Regions from separate parts of the Sus scrofa genome. Here region 1 is linked to region 2. The links are chromatin contacts, called in public Hi-C maps. All regions are on one chromosome and are shown on one strand. Each heading gives the region's core, a stretch centred on a gene start, on an enhancer-like site or on the middle of the called end of the contact. The rest is flanking DNA. Distances are from core to core; before and after follow the strand shown. Region 1 holds the start of SCYL1 (N-terminal kinase-like protein). Region 2 holds the start of MUS81 (crossover junction endonuclease MUS81).

Region 1 (4,823 bases), core at 1,646-4,145, 260 kb before region 2:
TGTAGCCACCGGCCTACGCCAGAGCCACAGCAACGCGGGATCCGAGCCGCGTCTGCAACCTACACCACAGCTCACGGCAACGTGGGATTGTTAACTCACAGAGCAAGGGCAGGGACTGAACCCGCAACCTCGTGGTTCCTAGTCGGATTCGTTAACCACTGCGCCATGATGGGAACTCTTGTCTCTTCATTTGTAACTGTTCTTCCTGGGGTCCTCTGCCCAGCCTGTTGTACCTCCTTGCTGTTCTTCGGTGTCCTAGGACTCCCAGGTCTCCCCCCAGCCCGATGGCCCTGGCCTTCCTGCCCTCGTTTCCTCTCCAGGCTCAGCCCCATGCACTGGACAGGCCTCACATGTGCTAGGTGCTCAGAGAATGTGTCCCTCACTAAACATCACCACGTAAACCCTGTGCTCACAGGCCCTCACCCCTAACCATGACCTCCACCCCAAAGCATCACCCCACCCTGCCTGCCACATGCCAGCATTCTGCACTCACACACACAGCTCAGGCTGTGGTTCACCCTTCAGTAAAGGGGTAATATTCCAGACTCTCTAATTTGGCATTTAAGCCCCTTGCTTGGTCTTCTCCCATGACAAGATGCTACCCACGCGCCCACATTGCCAGTTCCATAATCACAATTTTTTTTTTCTTTTTAGGGACTCACCTGGGGCATATGCAAGTTCTCAGGCTAGAGGTCAAATCTGAGCTGCAGCTCCTGGCCTGCACCACAGCATGGCAACACTGGATCTGAGCCACATCTGCGACCCAGGCCACAGCTTGTGGCAACATGGATCCTTAACCCATTGAGCGAGGCCAGGGATCAAACCCACATCCTTGCAGATACTATGTGAGATTCTAACCTGCTGAGCCACAACGGGAACTCCCTTACTCCCGATGTGGTCACCGTCTTCCTAGTGAAGCCACAGGAGGCTCTCTAGTTATTATTTTTGTTCTGCCCTGAACAGCCCCCACTGTGTCGGATCCTCCTCCCAGCATCCTGCATGGGTACTTGAACAAGAAAAGGGAGAACGAGTCACTGCTGAGGAGCGGTGTCAGGTGAGGCACAGGGCACCGTCCACCCCAATTTACAGATGGGGGAACCGAGGCTCCCAGGTAAGGTGAGTCTCCACAGCCAGTGAACCCAGCCTACTGACTTTGGCATCCCTGCCCTTGAACCTGCTCCCAAAGGCATCCCAGCCAGATGTTTCCTAATTAATTCCAGCATCTCATCCATCTTCTGTAGGATGCAGCTGCAAGACTGTCCCCAACCCTGGGTTCCATGTGACCTTTTTTTGTTTTGTTTTGTTTTGTTTTGAATGAAATAAACTCCTCACATTTATTGAGCACTTTCAGTTGCAGGCCTTGTTCTGAGTATCTTGCATATAGAACCTCAGTCTCTTTCTTTTTTTAAAAAAACAGTACTGATGAAATTCTAGCACCAGGAGGTTTGTTTGTACAGACAAGGAAATAAGGCACAGAGAGGCCAAGTAACTTCCAAGTGGGTTACTGTGTGCAGAACTGCCTGATACAGTGTTTGACACATAGTGATGAACAAGTTTTAATTTCCTTTGTGTTTTGTTTTATTTTTTAAAATCTTTTTATTTTATTTTAATTACTCAAATGAATTTATTACATCTGTAGTTGTATAATGATCATAACAATTTGATTTCACAGGATTTCCATCCCACAGCCCAAGCACATCCCCTCACCCCCTAAACTGTCTCCTCCGAAGACGATAAGTTTTTCAATGTCTGTGAGTCAGCATCTGTTCTGCAAAGAAGTTCAGTCTGTCCTTTTTTCAGATTCCACATGTGAGTGAAAGCATTTGATGTTGGTGTCTCATTGTCTGGCTGACTTCACTTAGAATGATAGTTTCTAGGTCCATTCATGTTGCAAAAAATGCTGGTATTTCGTTCTTTTTAATGGCTGAGTAATATTCCATTGTGTATATGTACCACATCTTCTTGATCCACTCCTCTGTCGATGGACATTTAGCTTGTTTCCATGTTTTGGCTATTGTAAATAGTGTTGTAATGAACGTGACCTTACTTTTGGAGAAACCATTGCCAGCCCAGCCCCTCCTGGATGCTGGGCTCTGTCCAGCTAAGGAGCTGGGTCTCCTCCAGCATGAATGGCATTTGAGCTGTTGACACCATTCTGCCACTGACAGCCCCTATCTGCACAGGTGCTGGGGTCTGGAGGTGCTGACCCTGGAGACACAGAGCCAGTTCTACTGAGCCCAGGAGAGCAGGGGCCCCTCCTGGCCTCCTGGCTTCTTCTGAACTTGCTGGGCTGTTCCTCCTACCCTTCTTTCCTGGGGTCACTGCCTTTCCCCTCCCCAGGTCCCCTCTCCCTGTCTCAGGGTTCCTAGACCTCCTCAGGACCTTTGCTTCCCTCTCTGCCTCTCACCCACGCTCCTTCTCACCGGCTTTGCTTCCTTGTGCCTCTTCCCTGGTCACTCAGTCATTCCACCAACTTGATCCTCACCGCATCCTGGAGGTGCCCACTGGCTGGTGTGGGAGAGCGTCTGGTTTGGGGAGAGTCATCTTCTCTAAGTCTCTTCCTCACTCCTCACTGAACCCTGCACCCCTTCATGTCTGTCTCTCTGACGATTTCCTCTGGCGTCTCCCCATCTCCCCGCCTCCTTGTCTCCGTTTCCCTATCCTCTGTCCCTTCTCAGGCTTTCCACATTTTAGATATAAAGACACAGAGGCCCTGAGAGTTTGGGTGATCCGCCAGGGCAGGGGGTGAAGGAGGGTTGGTCTCCCCAGTACCTGCCGCCCTCGGATCCCCGCCCCGCCCACCAGCCCCGCCCCGCCCACCAGCCCCGCCCCCACGAGGCCCCGCCCACACAGACCCGCCCTCGCCACGGCCGACCCCGCCCCCGTCCCGCCCCCGCCCCGCCCCGCCCCGGCTCGGGCAGCGGGAGGACCCGGAGCTGAAGCGCCCGAGGCCGCGGCGGCGGCGGCGGCGGCGGCGGCGGCGGGGACGATGTGGTTCTTTGCTCGGGACCCGGTCCGGGATTTCCCGTTTGAGCTCAGCCCGGAACCTCCCGAGGGCAGCCCGCCCGGACCCTGGGCCCTGCACCGCGGCCGCAAGAAGGTGAGCGCGGCCCCGCTCCGCAGGCCTCGGCCGACCTCGGTCTCGCCTAGTCAGCGCCGCCGGCCCCGCCGCGTCGCGCCCCGCCTGACGTGGCTGCGGAGCCTCTAGGGCAACGGGCCGGGGGAGGGGGACGGGTAGTGCCGACGTGGCGGGCGGAAGGACCGAGGGACCAACAGGCGCACCCAACCGGGGTTACGTGGGCCCGACTCAGTCCCCAAGGGCTGTCCTGGGGGGAGACCCGGCCGGCGGGTCTTCCTTTCCGGTACTTAGCTCCGGGGACCATCTCGGAGATGGAGTGGTCAGCTTGGGGCTCGGCCCACACCCCTGAGGCCCCTCTGTTCTGCCCCAGGCCACAGGCAGCCCGGTGTCCATCTTCGTCTATGATGTGAAGCCCGGCGCCGAAGAGCAAACCCAGGTGGCCAAAGCCGCCTTCAAGCGCCTCAAAACTCTCCGGCACCCCAACATCCTGGCCTACATCGATGGGCTGGAGGTACCTACCGGCCGCTCAGTCTGCTCTGTCTCTGCCCCTCACTTTCTCCCAGTCTCCTGCTCCTGCCTTCCTGCCCCTTCCCAGCCCCCTGCCCCAGTAACCCCCAGATTTGACTTCCCCTTCTCCACCCGGTCCCCATCACGTCTCTCATCCCCCTGCTTCTTCTCCACTCTGCGCTGATACTCCACGTCCTTCTTCAGACAGAAAAATGCCTCCACGTGGTGACGGAGGCTGTGACCCCGCTGGCAGCGTACCTCAAGGCTCGAACAGAGACTGGTGATCTGAGGGAGATGGAGCTCTCCTGGGGGCTACACCAAATTGTGGTGAGGTGGGGGGGTAGTGGTGATGATTGCAGGGATGGGGGGGCTGCAGGTACAGGGCTGTGATGGCTCCTTCTGTCCCCAGAAAGCCCTCAGCTTCCTGGTCAACGACTGCAGCCTCATCCACAATAATGTCTGCATGGCCGCTGTGTTCGTGGACCGCGCTGGGGAGTGGAAGCTTGGGGGCCTGGACTACATGTATTCGGCGCAGGGCAATGGTGGGGGTCCTCCCCGCAAGGGGGTCCCCGAACTTGAGCAGTACGATCCCCCAGAGTTGGCCGATGGCAGTGGCAAAGCAGTCAGAGAGAAGTGGTGGGTGACTGGGGGCGGCATGCCCCAACCTGCCCTGTTCTGGAAGCCCCTGCAGCTTCGGGCCCCCTAGATTATATGTCACTCCCTTGTCCCTTGCTGCCCAGCTGGGAGGGGACCAGGGTCCTCAGGGTGGGCCCACTCCTTGCTCCGAGGATCCTCAGGGAAGTAGGGCAGGATAAACACAGACTTTGGGGTTAGGTGGTTCTGAATTTGAAAATTGTGTCACCCGGGGTGGGTGTCTTTGCTTCTCTGAGCCTCAGTTTCCTTATCTGTCAAATGGGGCTGATGAAACCTACTTCTCGGGGCTGATGGGAGGATGAGCTGAGGAACAGAGCACAGGGTCTGCCATGCAGTGAGTGCCTGGTGCTCAGCATAGGTTGGAGTTTTATGCTGGCAGGTGGCTGGGCCTTGAGCAGCTCTGGTCACTGCCTCAGGTCAGCCGACATGTGGCGCCTGGGCTGCCTCATCTGGGAAGTCTTCAATGGGCCCCTACCTCGTGCAGCCGCCCTGCGAAACCCTGGAAAGGTGAATATCTGACCCCACCCCAGCCCCTGTCCGCCAGCCAGGTGGCCCCTGCCCTGACCTTGCTGCTTCTCCCACA
Region 2 (4,917 bases), core at 1,662-4,161:
CCCTCCTCCAGGATGATGTTCTTCTTGTCCTCGCTCAGGCAGAAGAGCACCGCCTTCTTGCGCTTCTTCACCTCCTCCGGTGTCGAGGACTTACGCACCTTCATGTCATTGAACACTTTGATGACCCCGTCAGAGACAGCCACACCGGAGGCCTAGAGGACGGGCCGCATGTACCTCATAAGGAAGAGGTTTCTGGGAAGTGCCCTGAAGTCCCTCCTCCGCTTTCTGGGGAGATCTGTCTAGACGCCACGGGGTGTAGTCCTTACTCCCAAGAGGTCATGAATCCCCTCCCCAAGACAAGTGTCTCTATCTCCCCACCCCAGTTCCTGTCCAAGGACCAGATGTCACACAACCCCAGAATGGCAACCGTGAGAGACACATCTGGTCAAGTAACTCAGTATCCTTCCTTCCCAGCCTGACATCCTGCAGGCTAGAGTCTGAAGACCTGCGAGCAGCAGAGCCTTGGCCCAGATGGGAGCCCAGAATTGAAAGAACCTACAGAACTGACTACTGGCTCGTTTCCTACTCACATCCTCAATCTCGGCTTTTGCCTCCTGTGCTGACTCAGAACTTCACGGAGGTGGAAGAGGACCCAGACACCCAGGCTACAGTCACTTCTGAGAACCAGGACCCCATAATGCTACATGGGACACCAGCGGTGCTCAACTGTTCTAACAAGTCCATCAGAACTGTCCCATGCGGTGACTACACAAGCTGTCCTATCCTCCGCTGGGGTCTTCCTAAACCCAAGCAAGAACCACAAACGCCTAATTAAGGCCCTACCCAACAACTCCCTGTTCCCCAGAATATATGCAGGCCCCAAAAGTCACTGATCTAAGTTAGCACTCCAAACACCTTGGCCCTTGAGAGCTCTTTAAACTTTTCTGGGTCGTGCTGGGGCCCAACCTAGCCGGGAGAGAGTGACTGTCCAAGGTAAAAACCTGCCCCCGCTCCCGGAACTGCAGAGGAAGCTGGCCACGTGATTGAGCCGCTTCCGGAGTAGGCGGAGAAGAGATCGGCTAGACTCAGACCCCTCCCCGAGAAAAACCGGTACACAGATGCAGAGACACCTCTAGACTCTCAACCCCAAGGAATCGCCTTTACCCACCAGCTTACTGGTCCCCTCCGCTGAGGGCCTGGGCACGTTACACAACCTTCGGCCCTCGAAGCCTTCGGGCTGAACAGAGGGGGCGGGGTGGTTTCCGGGCGGTGCCCGCCTGGGTCACTTCCCTAAACTCAGCTCCACCCTCAGGCCCCATCCGGGAAAGCCGACGGCCCCACTTGTCCAGGGATTCGGGCCCGGCGGCCAGGCCTGAGCGAGTGCGCACGCGCCGGCCGACAGCGCCGTTCCATCCCTCGCCGGGAGTACTCGGCGGAGAACCCAGCTCGTCTCGTGGGCTCGCTCCCGAGCGCGGCCGTGGTCGCTGCGGGGTCCGCTGCGCGGGGCAAGCCCCCAATCTCAGGCGCCTGCGCCAAAACCCGGACACCCCCGCATCCCAGCTAGCCGCGCCGCCCCCGCCCCTTGTGGGCATCCCTGCCACCTGCTCTCGAGACAGACCCGCCTGCGAGGGAGGGTGACGCGAAGACAGGAACAGCCCTTGGGTGGGGCGCGCGCGCCGAGAGCGCTCGCGCGCTTTTCCTTCGCCGCCCCCGAGCCAGGTTTGGATGCCGCGTGCTCCCAGCGCGCGCGCGCACCCGCGAACCCATTCGCTTCGGCACCGCCGCGACGCGCGACACCGGCTGCTCCGCGACGGCCGCGCACCCGCGCGCCCTGGACCCCTCCCCCACGGCCAGTGTCCGCGCGGGCGCAACAGCGGAGTGGGGGAGGGGAGGGGAGTCCAGGGGGCGCGCGAGCGACGTCCGAGCCGGCCCTCACCGGCGCCCGCGGGCGCGCACGCGCGTCCCAGCGCCGCCCGCCCCTCAGCACGAGACCCTCATCCAGCCGGGGGATCTGGGGGAGGGGGTGCCGACGTCGCTCCCCCGTTCCCTCCCGCGCACGCAGACAATCGACTCGCAGCCGCCTCCCCTCCCGCGCCGTGGCCTGCCGCTCACCATATTTCCGGAAGCGAAAAGGAGATAGCAAGGAGCCAGAAAAGACAAGAGCCGCTTCAGCTGCTGCCGGGATCCGACTGAACGCGGCCTCTCCCGGCCCCTTCCGTTTAGTATGAGCCGCACAATGAGGGGCGGGGCGGGCTTCCGGCGCTCCTCCTGAAGACCGACGGGAAATGAAGTCCGAGGCTCCTGCGCTGTCCTCGGGCCAGCTGGGTAGCAGAGTCTTTTTCATCTGACAGCGTCTGGTCGTCACGTTGCATACTGGGAAGTGTAGTCCGGGGACAGCTGAGAGGGGCGGGACTACAGCAAGGAGAGCGCGCGGGTTGGTGGAATGCCCCAGGAAACGCTCTGCACAGAGCCAAGGCCTCGGTGCTGGGTGATTTGACCTGAAAATGAGCCTCGATTTCGCGCTTCTTTATCCCGTACCGAAACGGTTTTCCTAAGGTCCATCCTGGCGTTTTTCTGGATCTCTTGGTCTAAAAATTTCCAGTGACTTGGTATTTTGCTTTTGTGAATTGAAGCAACTATTCATTGGTCTGGAATCCAGTCCTAGAGCAAGGAGAATCCCAAGTATAAGGAGACTTCAATCCAGGACACATTCATTAACCATTCTCCATACTCAAAAGACACTCTTGTCTACTGAGGAAAGGCGATGTGCAATTTCAATAAAATAAGAGAAAAAAAACACAAGGAAAGACTACAAAGAAATCTTTGAAAATAGAGCTTTGTACTAGTTTTAAAAGCATTTGGCATATTCATGAGGCAATAAAGGGAGAAGAGCAGGGATTTATGCATTCGAAGATTACCGCCTTTTACTAGGCAGTGAGCAGAGGAAACAGATTTTATTTTATTTTTGCCATTTCTTGGGCTGCTCTCACGGCATATGGAAGTTCCCAGGCTAGGGGGTCGAATCGGAGCTGTAGCTGCCAGCCTATGCCAGAGCCACAGAAAGGCGGGATCCGAGCTGCGTCTGCGACCTACAGCACAGCTCACGGCAATGCCGGATCCTCAACCCACTGAGCAAGGGCTGGGATCGAACCCGCAACCTCATGTTCCTAGTCGGATTCGTTAACCGCTGCTCCACGACGGGAACTCCAGGAAACAGATTTTAAACCAGACTTAAATCTCGTTCTCCAGTTGGTAACCAGGCATATGGTTAATTTAATACCCACAGAAATTAAAACAGAAGCTCTGTGGGAGCATAACCTTCAAAAAACAGACTAGGGTGGGGGACTCCAGGGAGATTTCATTGGCTTTCAACAAAGGCCATAGCCGCTTACTCTGCAGAAGACAGGGTCGCAAACAAGAGAATTGGGGGCATCGATCCCATATGCAGAATAAAGGCTGTAAATGAAGAGCTGGAAGCTTGGTCTTCAGCTGGGGAGCAACACCCGAGACTGGGGTATGTCGCAGAGCATGCCGGGGACTGTAGTCGGGGACGTACCGCTGCATTGCCCCCCCACCGGGAGCATCAGGTGGGGACCGCAGCTCGACCGCCGCCTCCTGCAAGAGACCTTGCTACAAGATGAGATTGGCTCCACCTTTTTGAGCTTCGGAGTTTCCAAGAGCAACGAGGAGGGGGGTGGGAGATTTCGCAGTTACCCTGGAGACGCGCTCCCGCCCGCCCCTAGCTGCGGGATGCCCTAGATGTCCTTATTAGGACAAGAGACTAGAGGGGGCGGGTCCAATCCGAACGCCTGCTGGAGGCTCCTTATAAGGCAGCGTCAGGCGGGAGGCGGGAGTGCGGAGCCGGCCGGGGGGTGCGGGATCGAGGCTGGGCGGAGTCTGAAGGGGCAGGCCTGGAGCTCGGGCGCCCGCCTCTCCACTCCCGAAAGGCCCCAGACCCACACCTCGCCACTTCCGGTATGGCAGATGTCGGCTGCTGTAACTTGCTGGCGAGACTCTCGTGCTCAAGTGGAACCCCCTTTGCATAGTTCCCATCTTAACCTTCCTGAGAGTCCCCCACCTCCAACGAGTCACAAGAACGATGAAGTGTTCTTCCCTTGTCCGTATTTCTCACCCCCGGGTTGCTACCCCGAATCCAACAACATGCCCATGTCAGCCCCTCCCACATGCCTCGATGTCCAGCACCTCCTACTTGTCCCCTTTCTGTTTGTCTACTGTCTCCCTCTCCCTGTCCTCCCAGCTTTGGCCTTCCCTGCACGTCCTCGTCTTCGCGCCCCTCCCCCACTGCTCTGGATGGGGAGGCCCACATGGGATCACCATTTCCTCGGAGGGTCTTTCAGCTCTTTCTGCGTTACCTTTGTGTCCTCATTCCTAATGTCCTTCCTACAAAAACAACTGAACCCATCTGCTTCCCCATCCTCCCACCTCTCGGATTCTTCACTAGGCCAGTTTCTCCAGCGTCCTCCGCTAGAGCCAGTCTGAAACCAACAGCCTCGGGTTACTCATTTAAGCCCGGCCCGGCCAGACCTCCCAGTCATAGGGGGCGCTGTGCACCCTCTTCTCTCCTGTACAAAAAGGACTCCCGCTCTCGAATCCGGGGTAGATGGAAGGGGCGGGTCCAGGCCTGGGTTCGGCGCGTCCAAAAGGCTGGTCCTGTGCCGGAGCAACAGGAGAGCGAAAGGCGGTAGACACTACGTGCGGCACCAACCTCTTAGAGTGCAGAGGCGGGGAGGGCAGCAGAAGGCCGTCCTCTGGTTAGTGACCCGCGTGGGACCACGTGACTGCAGAGGGCCCGCCTCCGCCGCCGGAACCAGGTGTTCGAATCCCGTTTCCAGAACTGGCGGCGTCCCAGTCCTGCCGCCGTGAGGCGCCAGAGGACCCGCCCGGGCGCTGATGGCAGCACCGGTCCGCCTGGGTCGGAAACGCCCGCTGCCGCTTTGCCCAAACCCGCTTTTCGTA

The links. A called contact is a pair of places that touch in the nucleus more often than the background predicts.
Region 1: a contact with region 2 is called in a Hi-C map of liver, with 12 times the contacts expected there. The contact joins the promoter of SCYL1 here to the promoter of MUS81 in region 2. A contact is called at or near these places in 1 of 47 Hi-C or Micro-C datasets (liver) and 1 of 2 datasets of contacts at active chromatin or transcription factors (alveolar macrophages).

Annotation. Positions count from the first base shown.
Region 1 is chr2:6,731,549-6,736,371 of Sscrofa11.1, reverse strand. It overlaps SCYL1 (N-terminal kinase-like protein), which reads left to right and starts at 2,895. Exons shown (of 18, transcript XM_003122558.5): 1 at 2,895-3,100; 2 at 3,450-3,590; 3 at 3,791-3,913; 4 at 3,996-4,222; 5 at 4,657-4,747. The coding sequence starts at 2,990.
Region 2 is chr2:6,468,774-6,473,690 of Sscrofa11.1, reverse strand. MUS81 (crossover junction endonuclease MUS81) reads left to right here and starts at 2,911. Exons shown (of 16, transcript XM_003122526.5): 1 at 2,911-4,917. The coding sequence starts at 4,852. CFL1 (cofilin 1) reads right to left here and starts at 2,133. Exons shown (of 4, transcript NM_001004043.1): 1 at 2,053-2,133; 2 at 1-152. The coding sequence starts at 2,055.